2 separate regions of the Mus musculus genome follow, and region 1 is linked to region 2. A link is a contact called in public HiChIP or PLAC-seq data. All regions are on one chromosome and are shown on one strand. The core of a region is the stretch at or near the end of the contact, and the rest is flanking DNA. Distances in the headings are between cores, read along the strand shown.

Region 1 (3,545 bases), core at 983-3,482, 48 kb before region 2:
TACTAATTAAAGCATACAGATAAAGAATTTACAAGTTATAGGTTCTACCCCATCCGACGGAAAGGGATGCTAAGCAGGAGCTGTGAGAGTCTGTTGGTTTGTTTGGGGTGGTTTGGTTTAAGCTTTTTTTTTTAGACAGATTCTTTCTACATAGAGCTGGCTATGCAGGAACTGTTATAGACCAGGCTGATCTTCAACTCACAGTACTGGGATTAAAGTTGCCCAACTTCTTTTTTACTGTTTACATAAATGGCCTCTTCCCCCTTCATATCAAGCTTAGTAAAGGTATACTATCATGAAAGCCAGCAAAGCAATTGCAGCCTCTCACAAAAACAGTCTCCATGAACTTTGACCCAGTAAGCCACCGAACGCTTGTTAGGTACCCAGTGATGACAGGCACCAAAGGACCGTGCAGACAAGACAAACAGGCATACAGTTCGGGAGAAGCAAAGTCTACAACTTGAGTTTGTTTTTCATGTACTTTGTTCTCCCGTCACACTGCTAGGAAGCAGTGACAACAGAGGACAAAGGGAGTCTGGTCACGTGCTGGAGTACAACTGAGAGTCTTCCCAGCATCCACACTCATCCATCACAGCCTGCTGCTTTCTGTGCTACGGCTGTGGCCTGTGTATGACCTCTGGTTCCAACTGTGCCGCTCTCACCTTGAAAGCCCTAACCTTAGGAGTCTGGATAGCCAAGAGTTAATCTTTCACTCTGTCATGAGGGCTCTTACATGTGCCCAGGTCTCTGGTGAATACACAAGTTCTCAGTTTCAGTGCCCCTTGTTGTAGTGAGGCATATCAGTACAAAACAAATTTTTTTTCATTTTTTTAAAAACCTCTTTTCAATTAAATGTTCTATCTGCTGACTCATGGCTCTTATAGTTAGCTAGAGAGTATAAATAAATAAATAAATAAACAAACAAACAAACAAACAAACAAACGGAGTCTACCCAAAACTGCTCAACCTCAAAGCCTGTCAGATTGTACCACATTCTACCCTTGACATCTGCCTTCTCTGATAAGAGTGTATTATCATCTGGACTGGTGAAATGATGGATTTATTAGATGAGATGATACTATCTGGAGATGACACACACAAGGAGGTGAACCTAGTGAGACAAAGTAGATTCTTTGAAAAGTAGGTCTTATCCCCGATTCCTCTCTCTCTGCCTCCCTGAGAGAGCAGCTTCCCTCTGCTAAGTCCTCTTGTCATCACGAATTTCTGCCTCACCACAGGCCACAGTGATTAAAGTATTAAGCATACACTGAAACATCTGTAACTTCCAGCCAAGAAATCTTCCCTTGTTTTAGGCTGCTCTGTGTGTGTGTGTGTGTGTGTGTGTGTGTGTGTGTGTGTGTGTGTGTGTGTTTTAATGTTGTCACGCAGATGAAAACTGAGTAACAGAGTGGAAAGCAAGTACATGCTCTAGAAGCTATAATCGAGGACAGGCAAGTTTTGAATCGCAATTTCACCTTGTGATCCTCAGCGAGGCACTTTTTTTTTTTGTTTCCCTCTTTTTTGGGACTCATTCATTCCGACTATAGTATAGGGTTTTAACTAAAGCGATGACTTTCAGTTCTAAGAGTGCTTGAAACCGAGTCTTCTGTTAAAATTGGGAAGGAACATGGGCACAGGTTCTCCAGCAAGATTGTACACGTGTCTATGCCATCACGAGCCCTACTTGGCTCATGACACAAAACCAAGCCCTCGGGAGTCAAAGGTCAAGGTCAAGCACGAGTCTTAACAGCCCCCAAAGGCTGCAGCATAAACCTCTCAGTGTCCTAGAGTCTACGTGAGGATTCTTGTACAAAAATCTCCAGTGGGAGAAAACTGTGTTCCTAGGCATCAGAGACCTTAGTCCGGACCCCTAAGGTTTCAGAGTGGAGCCCAGGGGGCGCCAGCGCCTTGCCCCACATCACAAAGCAGCGAGGGCAGCGGCAGCGAAGGCGGAGGGCCCAGTTACCTGAGTCGGTCGCCCCAGAGTGCAGCAGCCTGACCTCCAGCCGCTGCTGGTCCCCGCCCGGCCTGCCCCGCAACACCTGCCGCAAGAGCAGCCGCACTCGCCGGGAGGCCACGTCCCCAAGGCCGCCCGGGGCTCCTAGGAGGAGGAGGCGTGACTGCATGGTGCAGGAGGCATGCGTGGGACCTCCAGGGGCTTCGGACAAGCACAGTCCCTGGACCGGGCAGGAGGCGATCGGCGAGCGGGACAGGAAGCGGCAGGGAGGCGGGTCCGCCGGAAACTCCTTCCCCCGGCTCGCCGGGCTCTGCGGGATGGGCCCGGCCCGGGGCGGAGGGCAGGCCGAGCGCCAGCCGGTAGGATCGGCTACCGGAGCCCGGCGCGCCGCCCCAGGCGTGGTCGCCCCAGGGACGCCCGGAGCTGGGGAGATGCCAAAGACCTTTAGCACAGTTGAGCGTATGCCCTGTTTCTTTCTTGGCTGCTAGCCTACTGTGTTATGATGCACTGTGGGCTTTCCCCTCGATACTGCTTCGGATCTTTTTTCAGAATGGAGAAAATATTCAAGAGATTCTGGAACTTCACCTATTTTAATTCGTTGTCATCTTCCCAGGGTTTCCACACCACAGGCATTGAAAGCTTCAGTTTAGCCTTCCTTTGCCGCTCCTGTTTTATCATCTTCTAAACTGCAAGAGGAAATGTTACACTATAATGGTGAATGAAAAAACGTTCAACTACCAGAAGGATCCAGTCAGGCTACAAGGCAAGGGTTATATAAACATAATTTATGTCTTTAGTGAGGAAAAAGTAGGACACTTGACTAAGGCTCCCTCCCTACCATGCATTCCAAAAGCAGCAGCAGTCTTCCATAAAGCAAACAAAGTCTAATGTAATTAGGCTGCCTCCCCAAAATGTCAAGAGTGAATTAACCAAAGCAAAAAGTTTTAATGAAGTTCTGCACAATGAAATCAAACAAACAAGATGCAGGCCTGGCTCTCAGAGAATGGCCTTGCCAATTCTAGACCTACCTGTATCTTACATCCATATTAAGCACCCACCTCCCAGGCACTTAAACTTCCCGAGGAACTAAACTTAGAAGTAAATGGAGGTGGCAGAGAAATAATTTAAACTAGTTTGGAGAAATCGAAAATAAAGGAGTGAACATTAAAGATGTCAAAACAGCATAATTATTACATGGATAGATTCTCACTATTTCACAACCACACCTGTTAGGCCTCAAATCTGAGACAACCAGCTATAGGAGGTGCCAGTTAACAGATAAAAGCTAACAGAGGTCCCTGTTAACACATCAAAGCTGGTACTAGCCACTAGATCCTCCTCCTATCTCTCCATTCCCACCTGTTACAGGATCCTCCTGGTAGAGGCACTCAGTCCCCTACTCTGAACTCTCCAACCCAGAGGCAGTACTATCTTTCCCCCAAGCTGCTCTTCCATCTACAATCCAGCCTCTTTGACTACTCTGGTCCTCTTTTGGTCTCCTGGTCTGGCTTCCTGGATCCTGGCTCTCTCCTCTCCCAGCTTCCCCTCTACACACACACACACACACACACACACACACCACCCTCAC
Region 2 (3,280 bases), core at 671-3,170:
ATTGCAGTTTATAAGAATAAATAGCAGGGCACTATTTCACTTGCCTCATTTCTTCCCTGTGTCTTTACCTGCTTTCCATCCCACTGACCTTGACTAGAGAACACGATAGCGTGACAAGCAGAACTTGTCATCTTTCTGAGCCCAGGGCCTGCTCTGAGCAGTCTGTTTCTCAGGACCACTTTCTGCACTCTCCTAAAACTAAAGAATCAAGAATGTTACCTGATCCAGCTCGTCTATATTCCCATTTCAGCATGGAGGGAGGAGGAGCTCACCAGTTGCTGTCCCACCCCCATCTTAGGAGATGTTGACCATTGATGGCTTCTGGGAGAGGAAAGAATAATTTTTATTTAAGGTGTGGTCCTTAATAAGTCTACCATGCTCCAGTGGATAGCTCCACACCCGTTTGTATATGGGCAGCACAAACTGGAATCAGTGGACCATAAAAGAAGGGTGTGGGGGGGGGGAGGAAGAGAGAGAGAGGGAGAGAGAGAGATATTGGGAGGGAGTGGGGTAGGAGATTGATGTGAGAGGAATCAGGGAGAACAGTGGGGCATGATAGGACCAAAATATGCCATATGCATGTGTAAATTCTCAAAAGGGTTAAAAAATGTTGTATTTTTCAAAGCGTTGCCTAAGATGGCACACACTGCCATGCCTCCTTCTGCAAAAGCAAAACCACAAGAAACCAGAAAGTGACTTTCTGAATCCTGTCACCTTTGCACACAGCTGGTTTAGCCACCAGCTCTGTTGAGCCCTTGCTGGGGGGAGGAGGCACAAATGACTTGCGCTGTGAGCACCAATGCTTCTCTAGGGCCCTAGAGACTGAGTCAACAGCATCTACCCAGGTTCCTTCAGACACATGGACCTGGCATCATCCAGCTCTCTCTTAAGCTCCCTGCAAAGACTTCTGCAAATACTCCAAGCAGTCCTCCAGGGTTATCTATGGACTATTGCAAACACATCTCTCTCCCACCCCCTACTCCCAGACCCGCCTCTCACACCTGGTATCCATCAACTTCCTGGAAGTCCAGGACTTCTAACGCAGCTGATACATGGAGAATCTGAGAAACCCAGGTTCTGCACTGTTGGTTGCAGTACTAACAGGGGTGGGGGGGGGGTGGGGGGGAGGGCCTCATGTGAGACACACTTTGGGGGTGTGTGTGCTGAGCTTGAACTTGGTGTTAGAGAAAGCTAAGTAAGTACCTCCTGTCACTTCTGTCTTTATGGATTTTTCCCCAACTCTGACTTACCCAACATGCGCTCAGTAGGGTTTCAGTCAGGAAAGAAATTTGAATATCAGAGTTTAATGTTTCAGATTAAGATTGGAGGGGCAGTAGGACAGTGATAGTATACACCTTAAATCCCAGCAGTCTGGAGGCAGAGACAGGTAGATCACTGAGATCGAGGCCAGCCTGGTCTACAAAATGAGTTCCAGCACAGCCAAGGTTACACAGAGAAACCCTGTCTCAACAAAACAAAACAAAAACAGAACAACAATAATATAAATATATGAAACCAAACCAGAACAACCGAACACTATTACTATTTGAATGCATAAGTGCTGTTTCTATAATGAGTCTTCTCCAACTACCAAAGTTTTATTTTTTGAGCACAGCTCTTACGTCACAGAATTTGCTTCCTGCAGGTTGGCCCCAGTCATCGCTGTCTTTAGACACTGCAGTGTTGTTCCTGGGCTCGTGGGCCTGGGCTGTACAGGAAAGGTAGCAGAGAAAGCCAGCAGGAGCAAGCCATAAGCAGTGCTCCTCCACGGTTTCGGGTTCCAGCTTCTCTTCTGCTCTGGCTTGCCTTGATGCTACATTAGAGCCTGTAAGATCATTTCTCTCCTTCCCAAGTTGCTTTGGGTTATGGTTATTTGCCTTTTGGTTATCACAGCACTATACACTGTAAACTAGGACACACCCCGACAGGCTTGCTAGGCGCAGAGCAAATGGCCCTCTGGGAAGTTCATCCTACTGTTTTGTGAGCAATGTTCAGACGTGTGATTTTCGGTATACCTGCCCTCTAGTTATTATTTCAAGGTTTGCCCTTTCCTAATCAAGACAGAGTATTGGGCTCCAGCTGCAAACGAGAAGAGGCCTGATGAATGATAGCTTAAGCGAACAGTTTCACTTATGTCTCAAAACAAAACATTGACAGCAAAGCAGTTGAGGGCTCGTGCATGGCTCAGAGAAGCTGCAGGAAGCCTGGGCTGGCTCTCCATCTTCCTGCCCTGCCATTCCTAGCCTGCCAGGTTTGGCCTTTATGCTTTCCTCATGATTTACATATAGCTACTGCTGCCACCCCCCTCACACAGAGAGAGAGAGAGAGAGAGAGAGAGAGAGAGAGAGAGAGAGAGAGAGAGAGAGGAAGAGGAAGAGGGAGAAAGGAAGGAGGAGCGGGAGGGGGTGCAGGGGAGAGGGAGGGGGAGGGGGAGCGAGGGAGGGAGATCAGTAGTGTGTGTGAGAAAGAGAGAAGAAGACCTCCGACTGGCACTTCCAACTTCTTCACCAGATTCTTGGCCCTTAGCGGTCATCCTGCCACAAGTGGAATGAGTTTTGTGTCTGATCCAAGGGAAAATAGAGCCCCCCCCATTATGCATGACTAGGCACGACAGTGGCACCTGCTGTGTTGTCTCATTAGATAGGCTCACGCAGCAGTTGCTCTCATGTTTTGCACTTTGAAGCCCAGTTCCAGAACAGGCCACTTTCATGGCTCATGATCTTTGTTTAAACAGCAACATGGATTTAACTAACTGAATAGACAACTTGGCCAAGTACAGTGACTCACATCTATAATCCAACACTTGTGAGTAGGAGCAAGGTGATCACTGTCATTCCTTGTAAGTCTGGAGCCGGCCTGATCCCCTAGGGCTGCATAGCAGTGTCAATAACCAACTTAACTAGTACTACGGTATGGTCCAGTAATTATACTTCTTGCGATGCTCAAAGAGACGTGATCCTTATACCTAAAAGATCCTTGCACTTCCATCTTGATTACAGCATTGCTTTCAACAGTCAAAATACAGAGCTGGTCTAAATACCCACCATCAAGGGATGAATGGAGACAGGAAAGGTTGATATATTTGCACAATGAAATACTACTCAGTCATAAGAATAATGAAATCCAGGCCAGCAAGATAGTACAGCAGATCAAAACCATTCTGTACCAGCCTGATGATGCCCTGAGTTCAATTCCTGGAAGCCCCTGGGCAAGGAGAACCAACTCTTGAAAGCTGTTCTCTGAACCCCACAATGGTGCCATGATGTCCACATGGCCACAC

The links. HiChIP or PLAC-seq counts read pairs in DNA pulled down with a chosen protein or histone mark.
Region 1: a contact with region 2 is called in a RAD21 HiChIP or PLAC-seq map of pro-B cells, with 2.6 times the contacts expected there. The contact joins the promoter of Vwa8 here to the enhancer-like site in region 2. A contact is called at or near these places in 2 of 39 promoter capture datasets (both in liver), 1 of 15 datasets of contacts at CTCF or cohesin (pro-B cells), 5 of 484 Hi-C or Micro-C datasets (CD4 T cells, bone marrow-derived macrophages, cerebral cortex and 2 more), 3 of 115 datasets of contacts at active chromatin or transcription factors (CD8 T cells, bone marrow-derived macrophages and embryonic stem cells) and 2 of 9 other capture datasets (liver and pancreatic islet).

What each region holds. Positions count from the first base shown.
Region 1 is chr14:78,847,865-78,851,409 of GRCm38.p6, reverse strand. Vwa8 (von Willebrand factor A domain containing 8) reads right to left here and starts at 2,232. Exons shown (of 45, transcript NM_027906.1): 1 at 1,967-2,232. The coding sequence starts at 2,126.
Region 2 is chr14:78,800,086-78,803,365 of GRCm38.p6, reverse strand. No RefSeq gene overlaps it. Among named protein-coding and RNA genes, the nearest start is that of Vwa8, 47 kb to the left of the region's middle. Within about 2 kb of position 1,920, at least 38 of the 459 cell types and tissues checked have an H3K27ac peak or open chromatin away from gene starts, as enhancers often do. A contact at or near this core is called in pro-B cells, where this site is marked.